Regions from separate parts of the Mus musculus genome. Here region 2 is linked to region 1. The links are chromatin contacts, called in public HiChIP or PLAC-seq maps. All regions are on one chromosome and are shown on one strand. Each heading gives the region's core, a stretch centred on a gene start, on an enhancer-like site or on the middle of the called end of the contact. The rest is flanking DNA. Distances are from core to core; before and after follow the strand shown. Region 1 overlaps Rab20 (RAB20, member RAS oncogene family). Region 2 holds the start of F10 (coagulation factor X).

What was found. HiChIP or PLAC-seq counts read pairs in DNA pulled down with a chosen protein or histone mark.
Region 2: an H3K27ac HiChIP or PLAC-seq map of bone marrow-derived dendritic cells shows a contact between it and region 1, with 8 times the contacts expected there. The contact joins the promoter of F10 here to the enhancer-like site in region 1. A contact is called at or near these places in 3 of 39 promoter capture datasets (liver and stem cell-derived epiblast-like cells) and 1 of 115 datasets of contacts at active chromatin or transcription factors (bone marrow-derived dendritic cells).

The regions. Positions count from the first base shown.
Region 1 is chr8:11,460,325-11,466,283 of GRCm38.p6, reverse strand. The region is part of intron 1 of Rab20 (RAB20, member RAS oncogene family); the gene reads left to right. Among named protein-coding and RNA genes, the nearest start is that of E230013L22Rik, 15 kb to the left of the region's middle. Within about 2 kb of position 2,358, at least 174 of the 459 cell types and tissues checked have an H3K27ac peak or open chromatin away from gene starts, as enhancers often do. A contact at or near this core is called in bone marrow-derived dendritic cells and liver, where this site is marked.
Region 2 is chr8:13,034,601-13,040,559 of GRCm38.p6, reverse strand. It overlaps F10 (coagulation factor X), which reads right to left and starts at 3,252. Exons shown (of 9, transcript NM_007972.4): 1 at 3,013-3,252; 2 at 2,653-2,745; 3 at 907-1,067. The coding sequence starts at 2,722. F7 (coagulation factor VII) reads right to left here. Exons shown (of 8, transcript NM_010172.4): 8 at 4,755-5,836. The coding sequence ends at 5,244.

The DNA.
Region 1 (5,959 bases), core at 1,109-3,608:
ATAGAGGCTCTTCTGAATAATGCATTTCAAGAGTCCCTTCTAGACTCTTCTTAATGTGGTTCATTCTTGTGGTCCAGTCTTGGCTTTGAAGCAAGTTAAAACTTGTTTGAAGCTGACTTTAGCTTCCTGCTTTAATGAGCAGGCTTCGCAAGAGATTGGCTTTTTATTTGTTAATCTCCTCTGAGAATCAGTGGCCAGCAGGCCACACGGTGCCTATTGAAGGAAAAGGGGATCTGGAGGGCGGCCCTGTGAGGGCTTTTGTCTCCCAGCTCAACCTGTTATATAAGTGTATTTTTCCTGGGTGTCAAAGAACCTCTCTTGTCTTTGCATTATTTGGTGTTACTGGGTTTCCCTCAGTAAATTCTTGCTTGAACACACATGGTTCAGGTGACACAGATGAGCTTCCTGACAATAGGCTAATTTGTTTCACTGTGACACACAACCTGCTTCTGGGTGTACACCCTGCCTTCTGTAGTCAGGATGTTTAGAAGAGACTTCATCTCTTCACATGCTGGCTTTGGGTGACCATGGCAGGACATCTCTGATTCAGCTTAGCTGTTCCCACAGCGTGGTAAACTCAGTCCTCGTGAGTCGGATTCACATTTCATCTCTAGTGTATACAGCGTCATGCCTTGCTTCTTGTCTTGTTCACTTCTGTCCCTGTCACCCGTGAGGAAGCTACAGCTAGTGGAGGAGTCCACAATTTTATTTTCTCAAAGATTTGTTTACTTTATATATATGAGTACACTGTCACGGTCTTCAGACACACCAGAAGAGGGCATCAGATATCATTACAGATGGCTGTGAGTCACCATGTGGTTGTTGGGAAATGAACTCAGGACCTCTGGGAGAGCAGAGGATGCTCTTAACCACTGAGCTGTCTCTCCAGTCCCATGCTTTTCATTCTTTAAGCTTCTCTGGCTTTGTGGATTTGCCTGATCCGTTATTTCCTGAGATTGTGACAGACCAACCTTCTCTTCTTTTATCTCACACACACACACACACACACACACACACACACACTCTCTCTCTCTCTCTCTTGCATGTGCTGTATGGTTGTGTGAGGATGACGTGGGGTGTCTTCCCCAGCTATCACCTTCTTTAGACTTTGAGGCAGGGTCTCTCACTGAACCTGAGGCTCATAAGTTTAGCTAGACAGACTGGCCCCAGGGATCAGCCTATCTTTGTTCTCAGTGCCAGGGTCACAGGAGCACATTGCCATACATCGCTTTATCATCTGGGTTTTAGGTCATCCAAACTCAGGTCTTACTGCTTGTGAGCAAGCACTTCACTGACAGAGCCACTTCTGAGGCCACCAGCCTTCTTTTCCTGACATCTGTTTCCTCAACATTTCAGATTAGGACCCGAGGTTGACAGTGTACATGGTATGAGGATCAGGGACCTGAACTCTGACTGTAACCTTCCCTACTGCCTATGTGGCCATGGCTCCTGTGATCATAGCCCAGCTCTGTTTCACTGGCTTTAATGCCCTAGGTCCTATGGTGGCCACCTTGGCGCTTACTGTTCAGTTCAGTACGGGCCAGCTGCATCCTCACAGGCCTCAGGGCAGCTTCTGTCCCTACCATGCAGCTGGAGGCTAGTTTTGACCTGTAGGTCCTTAGTCTCTTGCACAGCTGTTCAGGGTTACACCTCTTCATCCTTGTGTTTGTCCGGAGTGATAAAGAAACCAGGCTTGGCTCTTTATTTCTCAAGAAGTCAGAAGGGAGGGCAAAGGTCGTTCTTTCTAGTTTGGATCCGGTTTAAGGTTGAGAAACAAAGTCACATGCTGATGTCTCTGGGAATCTCTGTACTTGGTTAAGTCCTGTGCTCAGGAAGTGAGTGGCTTTGCTGAGCTGGTTCAGGAGTAGCATTCGGGTTTTTGTGACGCAAGTCCAGTGTCATGTGTTCCATTCTTACCAATTTCTCTTCCTTCACTGAAGTTTGTGATTGGCTTGTCTTGGTTTTGAAGGTGGGACAAGGGATGGCTGGCCTGGATGGAAGGAACACCCCTTGCCCGTCTCACCCCTGTGCACGGAGGAAAAGGAAGTATGATTGTCGATGGGTTCATGGTTTCTGACTTCCTGATGAGGGTGAAAGGTGGCGGCCTCCAGTCTAGGCCCGAGTAGCCCAGGGCTGCTTTAGGGAGTTTCACACTGTCTGTGGCTTACCACAATAGAAACTGATTCTCTTGAAATTCTGGAGTTGGATGTCTGAAGTCCAGGTGCTGGTGGCTGGCTTCACCACAGAGCAAAAACCAAATGTCTCCCTCCTCTGGGGGATCTTCACGGTCCTGTCCCCGAGGCCTCACTATTCCTCTATGTGTCTGACCCTCCTCTTCTTGCAGAGCCATGACTCACAGCCTGCTGAGCACTGGGCACTGTCCAGTGTGATGTGGTGAGCTTAGCTAATCATCTCCCCCAGAGAAGGTCACAGACACAGGGTGGAAATGAGAACTTGAGTTATCTTTTAGGAGCATAGTTGAAGCTACATTAGTGACCGTAGTGTAAATTTATCTATTTTTGGACATGAGTGGTGGTGGTTTGACCTTCTGCTCACCTTTCAAGGTGGAAGTGAAAGCCAGGATTCTGTGTAAGGCTTCTGAGAAGGTGTACTGTCTTAGGTGCCACTTGCCATCTGGGGCTGAGAACAGGGCATGGGGCAGGGTTTCCTGGCTATCCGTAGAGTCTTAGTTGCCCATGACAAGTGGAAAGAAGGACTGTGAGGCTGGGACAGGCAAGACAGATTCCAGGGGACTGGGATTGCTGGCATCTGTGGCCTGGCTTGTGATGAGGAAAGGGGAAAAGATACAGGCTTGATTGGCACCTGACTGAGGGTTGGGAGGACTGAAGATGCTGGTGCCATTTTCTCCTTCCTAGCCTCCTTCCTGTGAGGCTGGAGCACACCCTGGTTCTGGGAACTGGGCACACAGGTGCATTTGGCCTCTGCCTCAGAGAATTTAAGTCCATCTTCTCTGCCTAAACACAGCCATGGTCACGTGTGAACTGAACAGTGGTGGTGTCACACGGAGTAAAATACACTCTGGTTTAGAAGTGGTGGCACAATAGCTTTCTGTGGACTGTATATTGAAGTAAAGATAAAAAATTATGTGGGTCAGCTGGGCAGTGGTGGCACAAGCCTTTAATCCCAGCCCTTGGGAGGCAGAAGCAGGCAGATTTCTGAGTTCAAGGCCAGTCTGGTCTACAGAGTGAGTTCCAGGACAGCCAGGGCTACACAGAGAAACCCTGTGTCAAAAAATGTGTTTTGTGTGTGTTCGTATGTGTGCACATGCATGTATGTGCACTGCATATGTATATAGATGCCAGAGGTCAACGACATCTTGCCATTCCCCAAGATGTCGTTCACCTTGTTTTTGAGACAGGGACTCTTCACTGACTTGGGACTTGCTGAGTTGGCTAGGCTGCTGCCAACATCCTCCTGTCTTCGCCAGCACACCCTGGCTTTATACCTGAGCTCTGGGATGGGACTCAGGCCTCATGTTTGTACAGTAAGCACTTTGCTGGCTGAGCCATCATCCCCAGCTCTACCCTTTTAAACTTAAGTGTGGCAGTCAGCAACTATTGTATGGGGTTGGGGTAGCTTTGTTGTTGTTGTTGGATGGTGCTGGCCATCCAGTGATTAAAAATAATAGGAACCATTTAAAAACCATTCATTGCTTCCCATGTTTAACCACAGCGTGCAGGAAGGAATGAGCAAGTGTTAATTATGGAGGCTGAAATGGTCAGAGGAGCCTGGAGATGGAGGGGACGGAGAGACGGTGGAGAGCATTAGGTCCTGCTGGGGAAGTGGAGGGTTAGGCTGTAAAGGGCAATGGGACAGGGGTGGGGAGGAGTGGAGGGAGGGTTAGGCTACAAAGGGATAGTGGGGGAAGTTTGAGGCTAGGCTGGAAAGGAGCAATGGGGAGTGGGTATTGGATGCCAGGTGAGAGATGCAGCCATTGGCCTTGGAGTGGGGGTTCACGGAGTGACACAGGGGGTCATGGGGGGGGGTTGTTGAGTGATTTGGCTGTGTCATATCCACATGGCCTTTGGGACTCACAGGCCTCGTGCTGAGAGTGAGCTGCTTACCTGGAAAGGCCCTCTGGGTAGAAAGTGATGGATTGAGGCCTGGAACCAGGGCTGCCTCCCAGCCCGGGAACCTGCTGATCTGGTTCCTGTGCAGATGGCCTGGAGGTCTGGTTTTGATGGTTTCCTGGTGACTGTCCTGCAGGCAGTGCTGAGACAAGGCCACCAAGGACCTGCCTGTGTCTGCCTGACATCAGTGATCTGGCACCCAGCCCCAGCTGAAAGCTACCTCCCAGATGACAGCAGGGCAGAAAAAGCTGAGATTCCTGCTGTTGGTGACTTGGAGAGCATTGGGCTCTGGAGACAACTGTGACAGAGACCACAGATGAGTGGAATCAAGCTGCAGAGGCTGGGGGACTGAATTAGTGACCAACCTTCCTAACGCCAGGACCCTTTAACAGTTTCTCGTGTTGCGGTGTCCTACAACCATAAAATCATCTTCGTTGCTATTTCATGTTACTACTGCTGTGAATCATAATGTAAATGAAATCTCTGTGTTTTTTCCAATGGTCTTAGATGACCCCTGTGAAAGGGCCATTTGGCTTCCAAAAGAATTGTAACCAACAGGTTGAGAACTGCTGGTGTAGACCAGCGGCTGAGTCACTCCAGTCTTTGTCTCCAGGGTCATGGGGTCTTCTCTTCTGTGTGTGTCTTCTGTGGGCACTTGTAATAGGATTTAGGGCTGTTGGGATAATTCAGAAAACTTTTTAGACCCTAGCTTTATTTCCCAATTAGATTCTATACATGGGTTCTAGGGATGAGGGTGGGGACATGTCTTTGGATTTATGATATAGAAAATTCCCTTTCTTGGGACATATGCTTAAAGGATAAGAAAGGAGGAGGAAGCCACTGAAAAAGGCAGAAAAAATAGCTTGGATTTTAGATTTCTTGTTCTATTTCCATTACCCCAGACCCCTTTATCTGTGAAGTGTAGTCCCAGACTTGAGGCTGGCTGCTGATTCTGTGAGCCCTGCCTTCTCCTCTGGGCCCTCTTAGTGAACTCTGAAGGCGGAACTGGTGTTGGACAGCTGCCAGGCCGGTGGCTCCTCATACTTTGAAAGCTGAGGGGGGTCTGTGTGTGCTGCAGGGGATTTCCAGTAGAAACTACCAGCTAGGTCAGCAGGTCAGGAAGAGACTGCCAATGGGGAAGTGGTCAGTGGAGGGGTATTGCTGTGAAGGGACACAATGACCAAGGAAACTATGAAAGGAAGCATTGAACTGGGGCTTGCTTATAGCTTCAGAGGTCTAGTCTATTATCATTATGGTAGTGAGGGCATGGTGCACGCAGGCATGCATGTTGTTGGAGTGGTAATGTCAGATGGGCTGCCCTACCTCAGGCAGTACATGCAGAGTGTGGAGATATTACATCCTGGCCACAGGGAGAAAAAGAGAGACACACCGGACCTGATGGGGGCTTTTGAAACATCAAAGCTCACCTCCCTGGACCAGCATGCTTCCTCCAAGTAGGCCACAGCTACATGGTCTTTTAATCCTTCTAATCCTTTCAAACAGCTCCACTCCCTGGTGACTAGGCATTTAAATATATAACACTATGGGGGCCATTCTCATTCAAACCATCACAGGGCAGAGCACTACTTCTGGTGTTTGAAAGTGCACAGCATTGTGGGGAGTCAGATCAGGTGTATGCGGGTCTAGTCACCCTGGAAACTACAGCTCTCTGACACTGTGCCTATGTGTGTGTGTTGGGAATGAACCTTGATGGTTGACCTAGAGATGATGTACCAGAAAGTCAGGATGCTGAGACCACTTATACTTCATGGGGAACCTCACAGTTAAACACCTTTTTTTCCTGAGCAACAGGTCTTATGAAGCCAAAACATCACTCTTGTAGTATTAGGGCCTTCCCTCAGGGAATA
Region 2 (5,959 bases), core at 2,003-4,502, 1.6 Mb before region 1:
TGCTGCTATAGTGTCCTGCTTAAGCTCATGAAATGAAGAGATCACAGACCGAGAGAACCCTTTGATAGTGAAAGCTAAAACACTTAATGCCTTTAGTCACAGCTATCTGAAAGCAACTGCTCTGATTGCACCCCTCAGGGGTCACACTAGCCTAAACTCCCCTGGTGGTCTTGGTCACTCGATCCTGGCTACAGGTGACTGAGTTCCTAAGTGGAGCCAGTGGTGTGGCCATGAAGTGGTGCAGGCCTGACTCAGTGACCTTCGATGGTGCCAGTGGGCCTTGCAGCTTCCACTTGGGTCCAACAACTGCCTGTTCCTTCCTAAGCTCTCCCTTGGCCCCCTTTTGTTTTGGGGGGGAAGGGGACCCTGTTCTCTTTAGCACATTCTTGTTTATTTAGGCTCAGATTTCTCCTGGGCACCTGAAGGTCCTCTCCTAGGGAAAAGGAGCAGGCTCACCCCTGCTGCTCATGGGTGGTGATTGGTGGTGCCGTGGGCCTCCTGTCATGTGTCTGCGTGGCTGGCATGCTCTTCCTAGTCACAGAGCTCTTTACCCACAGGAGTGGGAGGGTGAAGGCAATGGTGTGCATTCATCTCCCACAGGTTAACTTGGCCACACTCGCGAGTTCTCATTACCCTTCTATGATGTGCCATGTCTCTTCCCCTCAGTTTTCCTACTCAGGAGGAGAGCTGAAGAGATGAAAATGAATGCCCCACAGGCAAAAGCCAGGATGCTATGCCTGGTCATCTCACCTCTAGGTTGCTTTCCCTGACTATCCTTCCCAGCCTTGTGGGTAAAGGTCCAACTCTGGGCCAGCCTGGAACCCTGTAGCAGCCCAGAAGATGGGATGGTCCAGCCTCAGCTAATAAGTAACTGAGAGGACCCAGCCTGGACCTGGCCCGACTCACCGTCTTCTCGTCGTCCTCGAAGATTTCACGGACCTCTTCATAAGAACAAATTTCTTCCATACACTCTCTTTCCAGATTTCCTTTCTTGAACTCTTCAAAAAATGAGTTTGCCCTCCGAGTCCTCGCCAGGACATTGTTGGCACGTTCCCGGTTAATAAACACTAGAAGACAGGGAAGGTGAAAGGCCCTCTCACCCAGTCTTCACACAGGCCTTTTCCCCTGCCTGGAATATTCTTCCACAGTGTGATGTTTAATCTCCATTGTCAGCCTGGGAGACTGAGACATGTCCGCGTGTGTTCATGAGGGCGTTTCCTGAGAGAACTAACTGAGGGGAAGGCTGCACCCTGAGTGGTGTGGGCAGCATTGCCACACAGCCTGGAAGCTTGAGGAGAAAGAGAAGTCCCCCAGATGGCCTCCCTTTCCTCTGCTGCCTGGTGGCCACAGCAGGAGCGGCTCCATCCTGTCACACCCTCTCTGCCATGACAGTCTAAGGCCTCTGAAATCATAAACCCTTAAGTTGTCCATGCCAGGGGACGCAAGAGTGGCTGGTGTGCCTATCCAGTTGCACGCATGGATAACTCTATTGCATGACCCTTCAGGAGGGCCAGCATCCTCACTAGCTTCACGCCCCCTCCCTTCCCCCTGTCTTGACGCTGGTCACAGTACCAGCCACTCTCTGATGTCATTTATCTCCTGGTCATCTTCTTTTGCCTCAGTGAGAATGTGCTTCTACAAAGGCATTTGGCCTGTCTGCCCAAGGCTGTTCCTAGGCCTGGAAAGAGCAGGTGCTTAAAGGTCCCTACCCAGGGAAAGAAGGTGACCGGCTGGGCTTCCAGCTCTCGCTCTTCGGACTAACCTCAGTCTCCATGAATGGCTTAGCTAGGACACTATGCTCACTCCTTAGATGGTCACACAGACCCACCATGCCACCAGCAGCCATAGGTTCTGATTTGAATAAAATCAAGTTTGGCAGCCCAGAACTAAAGTGTTATAACATGGTGAACACTGTCCACGGAACCCAGCAAGGACTCCAACTGTCCTGACTCGAGGGGTGGGAGGGTCCTGCTGCTCACTGTCGGCTGTGTGCTTTGTTACTGGAGGCCTTTGTCCAGTTCCCACATGTTGCTGCCCTCAAACATGTGGCTGTCTCTGTGGGGCTGACCTTGCCAGTGGCTTACTGACATCGACCCATCGACTGAGTGGTAGCAGGTTTCCCAGAGATGTTTTCCTCATTAAGGCCCCAGTACATGCGAGGTGCCCAGTGTTGCTGAGGCTTCTCCTTGTACTGGAGCAAGGCCAGCTCTGCACGAGCAGAGCCTGCTCTGGGCTAGCTAAAATAAGCCTTTTTGGGGAGGGGGGAACAGGCCTGGGAGCTGCTCACTGCCTGTACAGCTTTGCCTTGTGCAGTCTCTGGTCCAGCCGAGCTCCCCAAGCTCAGGGCCTTGGCTCCTGTGTCTTCTATGTCTGGGGTGGCTTTGTCTTGGTGTCATTTTCTCTGCCCTCCCCTCTCTCCTTATCATGGTTTCTCTCTCACTTTGTCTCCATTCCCTTCCTCTCCTTTCTCCGTTTCCTTTCATTCAAATCTCCATGTGCTCTGCATGGGTACTCGCAGCTGGCTCTATGTATACCTTTAGAAGCCAGCCTGTCGCTGGTCAGCGAACCAAGCATTTCACCCTCCCACCCTCCCACCCACTCTCACCCCCTCTCCCCGGGCCGCTCTTCACCGTGAAGGACTGGAGTACTTACCACCTTTCCCAGGGAGCAGGAGGCTGGCCAGGACAACACAGAGCAGGCTGAGTTGCACCGGGCTCCCCATGGTGTGGTCAAGGACGGCAGTGGCTGTGACAGGCATGGGGCAAGGTTCACTCACCCTGGGCCCCAGGTGGCCATGGGCCTTCTGCTTATCTCAGCCTTCTGATTGGAGCCCTGGGCCAGCAATGAGGTCAGGGGACTGGGGACTGTGGTGACCAGCCCCAGCCTTTCTAGGGGAGGCTACCCTTATCCAGAACTGCCAGGCAGGGCCTGCTTCCTGCAGAGAGCAACAATAGCATTTGATGGGGGGTTGCCTGGTTCTCCAATGCTCACCCCAGCCCTGCTGGCACTTACCCAGCTGGTAGAGGGGTCAGTCCCCCCTCCTTGTTTTAAGGAACAGAAGTTGAAACAGGCATGAGGCAAAGCATGGGTGTCAGGTCAGATGTGGGATTTGAATCCAAGCCCTCAATCTTCTGGCTGGGCCCTGCTGACTCCGGGCGGGCAGAGGTGTAGGTGTGAGGTTTATGTGTCTCTTGGACAATGGCTATATATTGTAGTCACGGAAACAGGCTGAGCTATTGGGGAACAGGAACCCTGAACTGTTGGTGTCTTGACACAAGGTCACTTCTCTCATACGTGACATCCAGGGAAGTCCACAGGGCCATGTGGCAATCATCAGGGTTGGGGGTGTGTTCTGCCCACCAGGCCTGCCACTCCCAGCCTTCCCGCAGGCCTGGAGGGTGGAGACTGTGTGAGTGGAGTCTTGGTGCTTGATGGCCGATGGCACTTCTGCAGAGCATGTGGCTCATACCTTGGGTCGGTTCTGCAGGGGAGTAGCCATTTCCCTTGGTCCTGAAAGAGGAGGCCAGGGAAGGGTAAGCCATCTGAGAGCTATAGATGTGGAAACAGCTCCTCTCACATGCTGTGGCCATTTGACTCTTCTGAGAGTGTGTGTGTACATGTAATTGGGGCTACAGGCCCATGCTCCGGTGTCCCTAGAGAACTGCAGGAGCAGTCCCAGCAGCAACAACAACAAAACTCCCTAACTTTGGCCTGTGAGGAGGCAGTGCTCACCCTGACTCCACCTTCTACATGCTGAGCCCTTCCTCCTTCAAAGCTTCATCTGGCAGAGCTATTTTTGAGTCTGCGGAGCATGCGCACCATGCCTGCTAATTAGTGAGCAGCAATAGGCTTCTCATGCTCACTGTACTGGAGTTTGGTTAGGCAATGGCTCATGACTGTGGCTGCATGCACGTAGCCAGAGAGTACGGTGATGACACTTGGCTTATCACTGTTACCAGTGCTGAGAGGGCCTTGGCGTGCTGTGGGTACCTGACAAACACACACACCCGTGACATCAGATGTTGAGGCTGATGCTGGCATCTCACCAGGAGGGAAGTCACTGTCATTTCCTAGGCTGTGGCAGACATAACAGAACTTGGGAAATGTGCGCGGTGCTCTGGTGGCTGTTGGCAGGAGTCTGGTGCCTGATCGCTGCCCTGCCTGATGATGCCCGTGTACTGTGTCACTGAGCCTACACTGAGTCTGTGAGGTACTCACAGCAGACCTGTGGTCTGGGACTAGGGACAAACACTAAAGCTGGCTTGAGGGGGTCCTCCCTTTGTCGCCTCCCCTCTCTATGGCCCCACCCCCAGAAAGGACATGCTGACTGGAGAATAAGCACAACCCATACTGAGCACGTCAGTCTTCAGGGAGCTAGATTCTCAGTAAGGCCTCCCAAGGGCCCTTGGTGGCAACTCAGATTGGCTCTGTGAGATGGATGCCTGCCTACCTACTAGTGATTGGGGAAACTAAGGCCATGACGCACTTGATCAAGCCCTCTCAGCTTACTCTTTGACTCTAGTCCACCTTCCCCTTCCTTTTCCCAGGAAGAGCAGCCCCGCCGATGTGTATGTGACTTGACATCAGAGGCTCCACTCAGGGACTTAAGGACAACCCAGGGTAACAGCAGGTATCCCCAAGGTGTGCTGAAATCAGCCGGTCCCTGCCAGGGGGAAACAGTCCATGGCAGGGGTGCACACTGTACTTCAGAAACACTCCCTTAGGCAACCCGGAAGCATGACCCTACACGTGGAGACCATGTTTCTCATTTAATTGAAACCAAGACAGGGTGCTCACAGGAAGCACAAGTGAGCAACAGTGCCAATGATGGACACACAGGCACGCACATGCATGCGGCACATTCACGTGTCCTACGTGCTCATGTGCATACCTACTGTGTAGTACTGCAGACCGAATGCATGCAGACAGGAGGCAGCTACGGGGAGACGGGAGCAAGGCCTGAGCCTCGCCTCCCTCAGGGACACCCTGCCCCTCAGCTGCCTGACTGTGACTGCACTGCCCAGCCCCTCTTGAGTTTCTTTGTGAGTCTCTAACTTAGACTCTTCCCCCGGCCCTGCTTTCTGTTTCCCCTTTCCCAGCCTCTCTCATTTACCTCCCCCTCTGCTTTCTTCACTCTCTCTTTATCTCATTCTCTTCCCTTACACAAGAATAGCAGGAAAGTCCATAGAACAGCTTCACAGGCCGTAGCTTCCTTCTTGGGACGGGTTGGGCTATCCAAGGAGCTACAGTAGTGGGAGTCGGAAAACCCCAACCTGGAGCTTGGAGTCCATGTGTCTGACCAGCCAGTCTATGTACTGGGAGACCCTGGTGTACACCCCAATGTGACCAATAGCTGCACAGCCCTCCCCCCAGCTGACCACACCTGTCAGATACCATGTGCCATGGTAGTGCGTGGCATGTGGGCCACCGCTGTCACCCTTGCAGGCGTCCTTGGTACCATCCATGTAGCCAGCGCAGAACATGTTCTCTGTGATTTTGGGGGTGTTAGAGCTGTGCTTGGCGTGCTCCAGACAGTCCTGGGTCATCAGCCGGGGCACCTCGATGGACATGAGTTCCAGGGCTGTGGCACCACGGTCCAGTAGCTGGCCCCAGCCACTGACCCTTGAGAAGCGGATTCTGGCTAGGGTGTTCTCGGAGAAGGACTTTTCAGGCAGACACAGGGGCACCACGTAGTCAGTGAAGGTCACAGGCCGGTGAAGGCGGAGCAGGGCAATGTCGTGGTTGATCTTGCCGCGGATGTACTTGTCGGGCATGATGACCTGTGTCACCCGTCGTACTTGCTCATCCCCATCCTTCTCACTGAAGTCATGTTCACCTGGGAGGACACCACGCCACTCATGGCACATATCCTACCACGCCACTCATGGCACATATCCTACCATGCCTCATGGCACGTATCCTACCATGCCTCATGGCACATATCCTACCATGCCTCATG